Linked DNA regions of Mus musculus: all the other regions are linked to region 1. A link is a contact called in public capture Hi-C and promoter capture Hi-C data. All regions are on one chromosome and are shown on one strand. The core of a region is the stretch at or near the end of the contact, and the rest is flanking DNA. Distances in the headings are between cores, read along the strand shown. Region 1 holds the start of Csde1 (cold shock domain containing E1, RNA binding). Region 2 holds the start of Ppm1j (protein phosphatase 1J). Region 3 holds the start of Cd2 (CD2 antigen). Region 4 holds the start of Atp1a1 (ATPase, Na+/K+ transporting, alpha 1 polypeptide). Region 5 holds the start of Nhlh2 (nescient helix loop helix 2).

Region 1 (2,712 bases), core at 90-2,589:
CGTCAAAGGGCTCTTCAGATCTTAACTCCTTTCAGCTTTGCAGGTATCTCATGGCTCTGGCTTTTCCAATACTGGGGTCTCCAATACACACACACACACACACACACACACACACAGAGTGGGGGGACAATATTCATATTTGTTGCTTATTTTATTTTATTACATGTAATTTGTTCCCCTGAAAGCCCTACCTATGTCTACAGAGGTCTGCAGTTTCTCTGAATAACCAACTGAAAGTATGGGTAAGAAGTACACTTGGCAGGTTGTGGTGGCACGCCCCTTTAATGCCAGGCCAGGAGAAGGGGGGGGGGTATCTCATGAGTTCTAGGCCAGCTAGATCTACACAGCAAGTTCTGGGTGAGTCCCTGTCTCTCCCCCGCAAGGAAAGTACACCAGGATGAGAATGTTCTCCTCTCCCACAGAAGCAGGAAATAGATGGGAGTGTCCTCAGGGAGCTACCCTTTACCCAAAATGGTTAAGAGGACCACTGAAGTTGGGCATGGTTGTCCACACTTTTAATCCCACTAGGCTGAAGCAGGCAGATTTCCCAGAGTTCCAGGGCAGCATGTGCTACATGTGAGACCCTGTCTCAAAAAACAAACAAAAATAAAAAACCAACAAGATAGTAAAAGTAAAGTAATTGTTTTCTAGATTATTGACAGGGCAGCCTAAATAACTTTGCAATGGTTAGATCTAACCATTCCACTCCTCTACTCCAGTCAGGTGAATTATGCTTTTAGCCTGCTTTCAGCCTTTTAAATACTTATTCAGACTGACACACTACAAAAATCTTCTGGTAACTGAAACGGACAGTTAAAGTGGTTTGGGGAATTTTAGATTTTATTGATAATACAGCCTCGCTTATTTTTGTCTGTCGCAAGCAATGTAGTTTCTGGAAGACAAAAGCTTTACAAATTACTTTGTTAAAAACTTTTCTCTAAAGCAATGAAATCCCTTCTAATGTAGGAGACAGGAGAAAGCCTGTCCCGTGACTAAAGAGAAACTGCGATTTGGACTCCTGGATTATGGCTGAGGAAAGTGAAATCTTTTTATTCACGACACTCCCGGATCTGCCCTCAGAACTGTTCCTACTTCATAAGGCCTTCCTACTCAAGCCTCGTCGCTGAAAGCTTTCGGGCTCGCGAACACCGGGTGAACGCCTAAATTCACCCTTCGCCCCGCCCCCAGCGTCGCAGCAGAGTCACTAAACGCAGAGATTGCTTCTGGCACTACCCAGGGGCGAACGTAGAGAAGAAGAGTCACCGGCTTGCGTGTGGCTAAACGCAGGTCAGCGGCTGGCGTCACTCAGCCCTCGCGCGCAAGCGTACTAAGAGCACGCTCCCCCCACCTTCCCGTGCACGCGCTCGGAGCCTGCAACTCTCGCGAGAGAAGCGAGATTTATTCCTACGTACCGGGCCGTGCTGCTTATGGCGGCGCTGGAGAGGGGGCGCTGAGCTGTTGGGGTGAGTACGACCTCAGTGTTAAAGTGGGGGTAGCAACGAGCCAGGTTAAAGACAGCTGAGGAGACTCAGGTTAACGGGAGGGACCTCTGAGTGTCAGAGTGGGCACTCCTAGAATTCCGGATGGAGGAGAGTTCAGTGTGAGTTCCTACTCCAGGCGTCCCTTTTTCACCCTGGCTTCAACCGTCTCGGCCTCAGGGCCGGCCGCGAAGCCTTAGTGAGGAGGTGAGGCCAGGGGGTGCGGGTAGCGGCGGTGTCGGTGTCGGTGTCGGTGACTGAAGTGGGGGGAGGGAGCGAAAATGGAAACTCCGACCGCAGCCAAGATGGAGGCAGAGGGTGCGGGGCTCGGGCGCGAAGGCTGCCGGGAGCTGTAGTCCGTCCTCTTCCCCCTCTGCGGCTTGGCGGGGGAAAGGGAACTACAAGTCCCGGCGGGAGGGGTGAGGGGGTGGTGGCGCGGTCCTTTGTGTGCAGCTGGAAGAGGCCGGGGAGAAGGGCCTGTTCTTTTTTTCGGGACCTTGTCTGTCTTGGCCGTCACTGGCTTTGGGGATACTACTACGACTACCAGAGCGCAGTGCGGCAGTGGCGCCTTCTTTGTGTGTGGGTTGAGACCCTGTTCCATCTAGGGAAAGTGCTGCGGGACACCTCTGTTCCCTCAGCCACATCTGACCCTAGCGCGGCGGAATTGACACCTTTACTCACATTCTCTTGTGGCTGGGTCTCCACACCTAACTGTCCTTTGGCATTTGAAAAAGGAGTCGGGCCCCGTTCTAGGCACGTGTCTCCCACCTTTCTGTCTGGGGTAAATGGCATGCGTTAGGAGAGTTCCGTGATGCCCTCCCTCCGTGGTGCAAGCGCTGGCCTACATTGTGCAATGAATGGCTTGGCTTTGTCATGTATCTATCTAGTGTGAGAGCCCCAGTCGGAGAGCAAATTAAATTGGAAGATTTGACCGTCGAACGTTTCAACCATACCCAATCTTAGTGCCCCGGTTCTTTTGCTTTAAAGAGTTAACCTTAGAAACACCTTTGTGGCTGGTCTCCAACCTGACTCACAGGTGAGCAGGGAGTACTCCTTAACACTTTCCACTGCAGAAAACATTCTGAACATTATTAAACCACTTAGTTTCCTTGTTCTGCAACTAAAATGAGCAAAAAGATAGTGCTGTTTAAGCAGTTGAGGAGGACGGGCAGAAAGGAACTAAGGATGTTTAAAGATTGTAGTTGAGTTTGGACATTATGTTAGGCTGATGTGA
Region 2 (2,712 bases), core at 121-2,620, 1.8 Mb after region 1:
TTTATCAGTCCTCCCCACCTCTACCCTGGTGATTTCATTTTTCTCTGCCCTGCCCTTCCCCTACCCCCAAACACAGACCTAATTACAGCAAGTTTGTACTTTGAATGACCACTGTGTAATTTTTATTTAGAAGTGGTCGAGAAAGGCGGCACAGGTTAGCCCAGGATATGAACAGGATGCACATAGCTGGGTGCCTTGAGGTGGAGTCTCAGCTAAGAACAGGGAGTCGTGGTTCCCTCAAGGAAGGGCCTTGACTTCTGCTAAACTGTGTGTTGGGGATAGATGAAGGAGTGGATAGTGATCAACTCTCTAAGCCCAAGTATAAGGACAGAATTCTTTCTGAATCGGGTCAGTAATCCTTCCCTAGAGAGAAGACAGAGAAAAACAGCCCCTCTGTGTGAATCGTAGTGGGCTTTCCTGCGACCCACACACGCTTTTGGCCTGGCCTTTGTCTCCCCCTGGCGGTAGCCAGAGAACTTGCTCAGCATTGCTTTTCTGCTTGCAACCTCAGGGTGGAAATTTAGGAGTCCCGCTCCCCTCTGGGCCTTTTTCCTAGTCCAGAGAAGCCAGTATCTGTAGCAGGTTCTGACATGGGTATGAATCTCTAAGTGACTGCGTGAATCTTAGGCAAGTCTATAAAAGAACAGGAGACTGTCTACTCCTACTTCATCTGTAAAATGGGTGTAGCTTACCTTGCATCGTTTTGTATAGTGATCTAACAACTAGACCGTGCCTTATAGAGGGCCCAGTGTGGAGCAAGCCCTCAATAATCATATTTATTTACTATGTCGTTAACCTTACTAACTGGCCAGCAGACGTCTAAATATGGAGGTACGGTTCTGAGAAAGTGGGATGGAAGTGACAATTGTTCTTTCGAACGTGGAGGTGACCTTTAGGAAGAATAGTGCCTTCAGGCTGCCTGGCCTGGTTAGCACCGCGACTAGCACCAGTTCTCTCTGCTCTCGACTCTGCAGCCCTAACCCAAAGTGTTGTCACACCAAACCCTTCACACCCAAGAGGATGTTTCGCTCTGAAGTCATCAGCTCTATAATTCTCCATTCTGGCTGGCCCACCCCCAACCGAGCGCGAGGAGGCTGCCTCGCCCACCCTCGTCATAATGGGCAAATTCTAGCGGATTAAATCTAGCGGATGTCTAACCTACAGCATGGTTGAAATATTTCCTTCGTTCCGCTTCTTTCCCACAATAGACCCTTCCCCTTTGACACTCAGGCGGGACAAAGCAGGGATGCGGAGGCGAGGAGCGGGTGGAGCAGTTCCCGGGTAGCCTGGAGCCTGGGGAAGTTTGTTAAGGACCAGGAGTGGGCACCGCCCACCTGGAACCCTAGGGGCGGGGCCTCTCAGGGGGCGGGCCCACGGTCGAGGGCGGGGCACGGAGGCAGCATGCTAAACCGGGTGCGCTCAGCCGTGGCGCACCTGGTGAGCTCGGGTGGCACTTCTTCCCAGCGCTCCAAGTCCCCAGATCTGCCCAACGCTACCTCAGCGCCTCCCGCCGCCCAAGAAACACCTAAGAGTTCCCGGGAGAAGCCTGGGAACCAGGTCGGCGCGCCCCAGAAGACCGCGGAGACTACTGTGAGCTTCTCTCGACCCACCTTTCTGCAGCTGAGCCCCGGAGGGCTGCGGCGCGCCGACGACCACGCAGGCCGGGCTGTGCAAAGCCCCCCAGACACCGGCCGCCGCCTGCCCTGGAGCACAGGCTATGCCGAGTGAGCGCCCCGGGGCTCCCAGACGAGGATGGGACTCCCATTCTCCCGGGAGACGCATCCCGGCTTCAGGAACCATCCCAGGAACCTGCACCCCTCCCAGACATCCCCCGGACGGGGTGCAAATTCCACGACCTTCTTCAGGACCTTGTTCACCCTGCCCCTCGTCGACTCAGGACAGTCCCCACCCAGGGAGGGCGCAGGGAGCACCGCCGAGGATGAGTTGGCGGGTTCCAAGTCGCGGCCCGCGGTTCACAGGCTAGGGGAGGGGAGGTTTGAGAAGGACTAGTTCCTTTTGCCAGGGAGATCGCGGGTGGAAAGACTCGCTCATCCGCTTCCTGGCCCCAGCTCCCCAGTTCCCTGTCCTTCTTACCGGTCCCCTCCCCCTCCACACCCAGAAATAGCCCGCGACACCAGAAGGCCTCTGGCTTCCCGGGCGGGGGAGGGGTCCGCCCGCAGAGCACGACGGTTCCCTTTGGTTATGGGTGTGTAGACAGATAGGTGCCGGTAGAGATCAGCGTACTCTCAGAACCTGTATATTTTAAAATCATCTTCGGGGAAAGCCAAGCCAAGCCACCAGGGGAATGGGGGCACTGAGGTCGTGGAAGGAGGTGGTGGGTAGCCCCGCACCTCCTCATTAGCTTCTCCGTTGGAAGGGGTTTGTAGCTAAGAGATTCCTGCCCAGTCCAGGTGGGTCTACATACCCTATTTGGGCCGGAGCGCTTACCCACTCTTAAGAAAAACCGGAACTTTCACTGGGTCGTTTTAGGATGAGGGTTAATGTGTGCATGAAGGTGAAGGTGCCATGAATCACTGTCTGAGCTGGTTGAGACTGGAGGTGGGGTGTAGTATTTTGACCAGCAGGGGAGTAAAATTTACTGTTCCTGTTTGGCCACTCCCACCCCCACCCCCAGCACCACCTTCCGGAAAGTCTCCTTAGCCAAGGATGGAGGAACTGAGGCAGGCAGTTACTGTTGCGGGCCTTTCTATG
Region 3 (2,712 bases), core at 150-2,649, 1.7 Mb before region 1:
TATAGTGACATTTCCTGTGTGAAGCTCAGAATGTTTGTGTGCTCCCTGAATGGCTGATCTATTCTGCACAAGGCATTCTCAGCTTTCTCCGCAAGCCAAGGGCAGGCTTTCTCCTCTCACCCATTGGTGTGAGCTGCCAGTTTGTCCCTGGACTTTCAGCTTCGACAGCATCCCAGGCTTCGTTTTCTTCTTTCTCACCCACCCAAGCTTCTTCACTTCCTCCTCACCCCCACACCCGGCATGTTTGCACCCTTCCTCATCTCCCTGGCACCCTTTACTCCAGGCCAATGACTATCAATGACAACTCTTCTCACTAGAAGCTCTTGGAACGCTATAGATCCCACTGGCACACATACTCCATGCTGCCAGGAGCCTGGGCATGAGTCACTTCTTACAGCTCACTTGCTGGTTCTCACCAAGACTAAGACCACCTGCTTGGCTTCGCTTGGATGACAGGAGAGGACTCCTGGTTGGTCTTCTCCTGTTGCTCTTCAGTATCATGCCCTCTCATCATACCCTGGCTTAAACATAGCTCTCCAGACAAGAGGCTCACTGCTCCTAGGCACCCTCTGACATCCTGTCTAGCTACAGCTTCATCGGCCACCAAGGATGTCCATGTCTTTTCTCTGCTAACCTGTCTTCTTTCTGATTAATGCCTGTCTGTCACCTGGGAGTCTTTGTACAACCCCACAGCCACCCAAAGAGAGAATGAAAGGCAGACAGGCTTTAGAGCCACCCTCACCCACTGGAGTCTTCATTGTGGGCCACACAGGTAACATTGGATGGGGATGCTACAGAAAGGCTGCTCCCCAACTTTCTACATAGCAGCCGTCCTAAAATGAAAACCTTTAGGGAATGGAGACTTACCCAGAATCCTCACGTCCAGGTCCTTCTCCAGCCTAGTCATCCCATTTGTGCCATACACCATTACATTATAGGTGCCACTGTCGTTTCTCATCATCGGCTTCTTTATCTTCAGGGATCCGTTTGCTAAGACCTCATACGTTTCTGATATCAAAAAAGGTGGCTTCTTCCTTTTAAACTCTGCGACCAGGGTGCCCCTCCTTACCCATCGCACCTCATCAATATCATCAGTCATTTGAAAGTTGGGGATGTTCAGGGTGATGCCATGACCCAAGACACCCCAGATGGTCTCATTGTCTCTGCAGTCCGCCCCTGTAAAAAAGTAAGATGGTTTCTGAGGTCTCGGGACTACGGAGGATCTCCCTCTTCGCCTCTAATGTCCACTCCAAGGTCTCCGGAAGAGCTCCACGCGAATGCTTACCTTTGCCGGAAAGGCTGAAGAGCAGAAAGAAGCTACCCAGGAATTTACATTTCATCTTTAGAGTTCTTTTCCCAGGGGTGACTCTGAGTTCTTTCTGTCAGGACTGTGGTGAGGCTGGCAGAAGCCACACCCAGCAACCTGAACCACGTGTCTTTCATGCCTGCTGTTCACAGTAGGGGAGGGGGAGGGGGAGAGGGAGAGGTAGAGATGGGGAAGGAGAGAGAGAGAGACAGAGACCCTATCAAAACGACTCATGCATTTGCTGCCCTCCTTAACCGAAATAGGTGTCTGTGTCACATTTTAATCTTTACAAAAACAGCTTAGGGTGTTGGGTTTTAGCACCCCACCAGAGGAAGAAGAGGAACTGGGAGGTCAGTTGCCATAGCTACCCTTTTGTAAACAAGGGCTTAAACATAGCTGGCCACTCAGCTGTGCTGCCTTCAACAGGACCAAGTAGACTCACCGGCAAAAGGTCATAGGAATAGAATTCAGATATGTATATTTGGGAAGGATTGGGAGGCGTGGCCTTGTTGGAGGTGCGTCACTGAGGGTAGGCTTAGAAATCTTTAAAGCCCTTGTGGTCCTGTTAGCTCTCTCTCTCTCTCTCTCTCTCTCTTCCCTCTCCCCTTCCCCACTCTGTCTATCTGTCTGTCTCCTGCTGTGGATAGGAATGTAAAACCCCCCCAGCTACTGCTCCAGCGCTATGCTTCATGCCTGCTGCCATACTCCCGGCCATGCTGGCCATGGACCTGTAAGAGCACAGTAGATTCTTCCTTCTCTAAGTTGCCTTGGTCATGATGGTTTGTCACAGCCATTGAAAAGTGACTGCAACACCCATGAACGCCATGCCTGAAGAGGCCAGAGGAGTCCATCGATCTCCTGGAATTTAAGTTACAGATGGTTGTGAGCTGCCTCGTGGGTGCTGGGAATAAAACCTGGGTCTTCCGGAAGAGCAGCCTGAGCTCTTAAGTACCAAGATATCTCTCTTGTCCTAAGACTATAAAAAAATAGTGAACAGGGATACAAGGACTAATGTCCCTAAAAAGACAACAGAGAGGTCACGTGAGCAAGAGATACAGTGAACATATAGTCTTTTGATTCTTTAGAATTCAGTGAGAAAAGGTCTTCAAAATCACGGTTTTTCCATTTCAGATGCTTAACAACAGCCACAACAGTGCATTTCAGTTGAGTTAAAATATTAATTCCAAGGGGGGAAAAATCCAAGTGAAATAAGACTTAACAGGAAACATAAAAGAATTCCTATTCTTGAGTATGGAAAATCTTCCTATATGTATTGCACAATTCAGAAATAGTAAAGATGGACGTTAGAGGCCACATAAAAATCTAGAATCTATGCATGTACAAAGAGCTATTAAATGTGTGAGAAGTCAAGCCAAGATATTTGCAATGTGTGCAAACTGTTACTA
Region 4 (2,712 bases), core at 97-2,596, 1.4 Mb before region 1:
CTTTCAAGTCTCCAAAGAATGTGCTTCCCTCTGGCTCCATCCAGTATATACCCGGGTGCCTTAGGACCTGCAGTGTCTACAGCTTGTCTGCTTGGTCAGCCCTGAAAAGGGTGGAATGGACTCTCCCACCTGTATTCTCATGACTGGTGCTTTTTCAAGCTAGGAACTGATATTTTCAGGGTTATTTTTTTAAGTTTTTAATCTGCTACTTTGAGGTCAAGAACTAACTCTTCCGAGGTGGACAGCAGTAACCGAGGTGGGAACTCAGTGTTGTTCGTGCCCGATTCCCTCATTCTCTTCGGGAACCGCTCTCGGGTGAGACAGCAGTGCAGGAAACCCGCATGGCTTTTCTAACACCATCAACTGCCCAGTCTCCAGTCCTTTGTTAGATTGACAGTACCCTGCGGCCCTGAAGGGTCAGCCTGGCCCCATTTAAGAATTGTGCTCCGACATAAAACAACACACCCCTCCCCGTCGTTAAGACGATAACACCAGTTACCAAAGGCACATCCTGTTATGGACAGTGGCCCATTTTAAAGCTCTCAAAAGTATACCTTAAAGGCTATCTTTGGGCTGTGAAGTCACACCCTTTCTGGCACCAGCTTCGCTGGGCTGGTTCGGCCTAAGGGGAAGCCAGTTTTTTTCCTTTGGGGGAGGGCGGTCGCCTCTGCGGGGAGCTGGCCGAGCCCCAGCGCCTCCAGGAGAAGGGAGTCTCGACCCGGAGGCTGCCCTCGCCGGCGCCGGGCCGCGGCGAGGACCGCCACCGCGAGGGGGCCCTGTCGGAGCTCCCCGGGGGAAGGGGAGGAGCGCTCCTTCCCCTGGGCACGGTGGGAGGAGGGAGAAAGGAAGCGCAAGGCGCGCGGTGAAGGCGACCAGAGGGCTCAGGCAGGGCAGGCGCCCGGCTCAGAGATGCCGCCCCGGGTGCTCCTCCTCCCGGGCCGCTGCCCGCGCTCAGCACCCGCCCCTCCATTGCCGAGAGCCCGGTCTCTAAGCCGCTTCCTCCCGCGCCCCCGCCCGGGGCCCGGGCTCGCCAGACACTCACCCCCTTCCCCATGGTGGCGGCGCTGCGGGCCCCGCGCCGGGTCCTGTTGCTGGAGACTAGAAAGAGAAGAGAGCAGCTCCCGGCCGGGAGAGCGGAGCCGGGGGAGCCGAGAGGCGGGAACTAGGGCTGCCGCGGGAGGAAAGAGGGAGGACGGCCGGCGCCCCGGACCGAGGCCGCCGCTGCTGCCGCCGCTGCTGCCGCCGCTGCCACGTGTCCGCCTCCTCCCGCCGAGGCTCCGCGCCCCAGACCCAGCCGCAGCTCGAGCCCGTGCCTCCTCCTCACTTCCTAAAATATGCAACCTGCGTGATGGCTCCGCCCACGCGTGCACGTCACCGTTACCGGAGCAACCTGACACCGGCTCCAGCTAGCTCCGCCTCCGCCTCTAACCCCTCCCAGCCGGGCCCAGACCGCGCTAGCGACTGCCTGCCCTGGGCTCCCGGCAGGAGGGCGCCGGTGCCCAGGACGCGGGTGTCTGGGTCTCTCAAGGGCTACGGAGCGCTCCCGCCTGCAGAACACTGGGGACTTGAGTGAGCAGCCTGCGGAGTAGGGTGCGGAAGGTCCACAGTGGGTGCGGCGCAGTCGGGGCTAGTCTACTTGCTCAGCGTAGCTTTTCTGGGGTCTCGAGGGGCCGGGGTTGGACAGCAGCTGCACGACTCCGAGGGATTCCTCTCTGCAGAATCCAGGCCGGCATCCTTCGGCGGCGGCGGATGGTGCTTTCCCTTTGATTCCTTCGTCCTGGGGTCCTCTCACTCCACCACTAGAGAAATGCTTCAGGACATATACACACGCGCGCGTGCGCGCATCACTTACATTTCCCTTCCCTTATGACCCCCAAATGACTATATAAAAAAAAAAAGTCAGTAAGAAATTCATTCACAGCACTGTATGAATGAAATCTTGCAAAAGAGGAGGGGGGATTAAACTGTTTGTTGGAGAGTTTCTCCTTTTTATGGCAGAGAAACCTAAAACCCAAAAGAACACCCATCTTTAGTAAAAGAGGTGGCTCAAGCATTTTGAAGAACAGCATCCACAGCATCCGTGGTTACCTTGAGGGTCTCATCAGACTCACTTCCAGCCAGTCGCATCCCACTCTTGGCCTGGCAGAGTTGCAGGGCGGGGCTTCTAGTTTCAGTGGCTAAGCAGGCGCTGTGATGGCTGAAACTTAACATCAGAAACAACAAAGTATTTGTTGTTGTTCTTACCAATCTCAGGAAAGCAAGCAGTCTGGGAAAGCTTAGGATTCAGAAGAGAAACTCGATTTCCATCTCTGAAAATACCTAGAAGTAAGGAAAACACTAACTTCTTAGATATAGACCTATCAACTTCAAGTGTCAATGCTTTGTAGGATGTAGAGCTTGCAAAAAATAGGTGGGGGTGGGCAGAGGGTAAGGGAAGGAGAAACACCCAAACATCTAGGCACTGTGTTATCAGTTCCTCCATAGAGCAATTCTCAGTACTTCTTAGAAACAACGGTTGCTTATACAACTGTTGCTTATAGCAGAAGGCAGCCTTTATCTCTTCCAGTGATCTACAGAACTTGATTAAATCAGTTTGGGGCTTAGAGAGAAGAGGAAACTATAAGCAAAATTTAAAATCACGATTCTGGGGAAAGACCCTTCAAATCCAGAGTACCAGTACCAGCCCTGTTAGTTCAACTGGAGGTCACAGAG
Region 5 (2,712 bases), core at 142-2,641, 1.0 Mb before region 1:
CAGCCATGAGGAACCCAGAGGGCCACTCTCTAGGTGGGTAGCTCTACAGCCCTCCCCTGAGGACAATACCTCTTTATAGGACAAAGGTGATTATGAAGAGAAAGTGAAGGTTCTCCTCTCCACAAAAACTCACCTAGGAACAGGGAGACAGGAGGTTGGCTATTATTCTCTCATTTCCTCTAAGCTTAATCAATCTAAAAAAAAATAGTATTTGGGTGTGATGGTACATGCCTTTAATCCCAACACATGAGAAGCAGAAACAAGCATATCTCTATGAGTTTGAGGTCAGCCTGGTCTCCATGGTGAGGGTCAGGCCAGCCAGGGCTGCATAGTGAGACCTTGTCAAAAATACCAAAAAGAAAGAAAGACAGGAAGGAAGAAAGGAAGGAAGATAGACAGAAAGAAGACAGAATTAGTGGTATCACTGGCAATGTGTAAATAATAGCAAATAATATATAATTGATAGTGACTAACAGTAAATTTCCCTTAATTTTGTAAAACACATAAATTTGGGACTGGAGGTCATCTTAGGCAAAGGCATTGCATGCTAGAATACTTAATATTTACATTTTAGCACAATTACATTGCCACCCAGCTAAATATATTCACTCACGTGTTAGGATGGGCAAGAATAAAGTACTGTCTTTGCACATACTGTGTGTCATATTTTACAGCGAATAATGAACATGAGTAAATGGGTAAAGAAAAAGAAAACCAAACATAACTCAAAAAGTAGAATTATCTAGTGGTCTCTAACTACTTGGATTCTGCTCCTAATTCCACCAATGATTTAAACTAATGTGTCAAACGTCCTTTAAAATATCATCTATTAATAAGCTGGTCTCATAGTAGAACCTTTCTCCAAAACATCCATATGCTTAAATAATCATGATTAAAGCATCCTCTAAAAGACACTTCACTTTACATAAATGTTAGCATTGCCTGTCTGGATCGTTCACCTTAATTACAGTGTCATAGACAGAATATGCTTTCATGTGCCCAGCACAACTATTTTTCTAACTATTGATTTAAAAAAATGCTGGCTCACAAAATGCCAGAGGAATTTTCCATGTTCATATAGTGTCTACTTGCACTTAAATATTGCATCAATAATCTGAAAACAAGGAACCGCCTGTGTGGCCAGACGCTGTAGATGCTATGGCTTCTATCATGGGCTGCTTTCAACTGCTATATTTTATGGCACAGATTCAGTGGGAATCTGATCTGCTAAAATATTTGGGCTGTGAAAACTCCCACACTGTGACAGATGTCAAGTCCAATTAAGTGACTCGTGTCCAGGTTTCTGTCCAATAGGATTTCCCATTAAATATCAATTTAGGGGGAAAAAATTCCATCCCCCTTCTTAAGCCTTTATCTCTTCCACCATCTCCAGGCTAAATCAATTGGTACCAGAAGAGCCAAGAAGCCACACAGGCAGCTGCCTCTCCTCTCTGGCTCTCCCAAGCTCCCCTTTCTCTGCTTCCCTGTCACTGTTACTCCAGAAGACGTCCACTTCTCTCCAATCTCTCTCCAGCATCTCCAAGCTACTGACTATATACATTTCACCACAAGGTAAAGAGGGGAGGGAGTGGGGTAGGGTAGGGGGTGTAACCAAACCTTGAAAGACTTTGAAACTGCAAAATTGGCGTCTGCTTATACAACACAGAAGTAGATGAGGGACAAGACAGAGGCAACCTTAAGCCCTAGTTACTGTATTGTTGTTCCTGGGAACTGGGGAGACACCGGCTGAACAAAGCATTATCTTGAAGAAGAAGAGAAAAATCACTTCTGAGCCCCTTCCATCCCTGACCGCACTTCCCAGTTTCGCCCCAGCCCGATTAAGGGAAGGGAAGGAGTCCTCAAGGAATGGAATTTTATCTTAACCATCTTTCTTATTGATTATTCTGCTATTAGAAAGTGGAGGAATCGTCCCTTTGATGTGATTGTTTTTATCTCAGCATCTCTTTTGTTATTTATACAGCCCTTTGAGTGGGGAGGCGTGAGGTTTCAACACTTCGACTTATAAAGATCAACAACGAATTTTCCTGAAATGTTTAAGAACAGTTAAAAACAAACCAACAAACAAACAAACGGGCGTTTTCAATCCATCAACTAAGTGAACAACCATACACCCGCTAAGACACCGCCGCTCGTTGTGGTGGTCGGCGAGATGACAGCTGCTTTTTCATCTGCGAATGTAATAAATATTGGCTGCTTTTAATATTTGCCAGGATCTCTCCTCCTTGTTTCCTGGAATTTTAACTCTAAAAGATTGACGAAAAGATTATCGACAGGGCTCTTGCAAGGTAAGACATCTTCACGTCTCTTTTTCTTTAGATTAAGTTGAGTCATATTGTATTTTATAGATGTATTCCTCACACATGGTCATAGACTTAAATGCCCACGAGAAATACCATTTATGACTATTTAAATATCTGGAGGATTTAAACGCGTGGGGGGACAGCCCGGGAACTTTTTGTCCGATCTGTAACTATGTCGTGGTTTGCTATGATTTTTCTCCCTGTGTATTTCTACCTCTTCACGCCAACTGCGTAGGTGTGAGTTGTTTCACTTATAAACGTAGAGAAAAGCCTGGGGGGCGGGGGGAGCAGCATGCAGTTCGTTTGGTTCATTTATTGTTATTCTGAGGATCCGTTTTCCTTGCACGGAAAGCTGTTTCTGAGCTCAGGTCTCTCCTGGGCAAATTCGAGG

What was found. Promoter capture Hi-C pulls out the DNA fragments that hold promoters and counts their contacts. Capture Hi-C pulls out chosen DNA fragments and counts their contacts.
Region 2: a promoter capture Hi-C map of pre-B cells shows a contact between it and region 1. The contact joins the promoter of Ppm1j here to the promoter of Csde1 in region 1. A contact is called at or near these places in 2 of 39 promoter capture datasets (liver and pre-B cells).
Region 3: a contact with region 1 is called in a promoter capture Hi-C map of pre-B cells, with 3 times the contacts expected there. The contact joins the promoter of Cd2 here to the promoter of Csde1 in region 1. A contact is called at or near these places in 1 of 39 promoter capture datasets (pre-B cells) and 1 of 484 Hi-C or Micro-C datasets (B cells).
Region 4: a contact with region 1 is called in a promoter capture Hi-C map of pre-B cells, with 3 times the contacts expected there. The contact joins the promoter of Atp1a1 here to the promoter of Csde1 in region 1. A contact is called at or near these places in 6 of 39 promoter capture datasets (the HPC-7 cell line, cranial neural crest, embryonic stem cells and 3 more) and 2 of 484 Hi-C or Micro-C datasets (B cells and bone marrow-derived macrophages).
Region 5: a contact with region 1 is called in a capture Hi-C map of embryonic stem cells, with 2.4 times the contacts expected there. The contact joins the promoter of Nhlh2 here to the promoter of Csde1 in region 1. A contact is called at or near these places in 1 of 39 promoter capture datasets (hippocampal neurons), 2 of 115 datasets of contacts at active chromatin or transcription factors (embryonic forebrain and embryonic stem cells) and 1 of 9 other capture datasets (embryonic stem cells).

The regions. Positions count from the first base shown.
Region 1 is chr3:103,019,207-103,021,918 of GRCm38.p6, forward strand. It overlaps Csde1 (cold shock domain containing E1, RNA binding), which reads left to right and starts at 1,340. Exons shown (of 19, transcript NM_001161854.2): 1 at 1,340-1,463.
Region 2 is chr3:104,779,686-104,782,397 of GRCm38.p6, forward strand. Ppm1j (protein phosphatase 1J) reads left to right here and starts at 1,371. Exons shown (of 10, transcript NM_027982.2): 1 at 1,371-1,724. The coding sequence starts at 1,402.
Region 3 is chr3:101,286,540-101,289,251 of GRCm38.p6, forward strand. It overlaps Cd2 (CD2 antigen), which reads right to left and starts at 1,400. Exons shown (of 5, transcript NM_013486.2): 1 at 1,286-1,400; 2 at 868-1,176. The coding sequence starts at 1,340.
Region 4 is chr3:101,603,361-101,606,072 of GRCm38.p6, forward strand. Atp1a1 (ATPase, Na+/K+ transporting, alpha 1 polypeptide) reads right to left here and starts at 1,347. Exons shown (of 23, transcript NM_144900.2): 1 at 1,043-1,347. The coding sequence starts at 1,054.
Region 5 is chr3:102,008,754-102,011,465 of GRCm38.p6, forward strand. It overlaps Nhlh2 (nescient helix loop helix 2), which reads left to right and starts at 1,392. Exons shown (of 3, transcript NM_178777.3): 1 at 1,392-1,572; 2 at 1,982-2,306.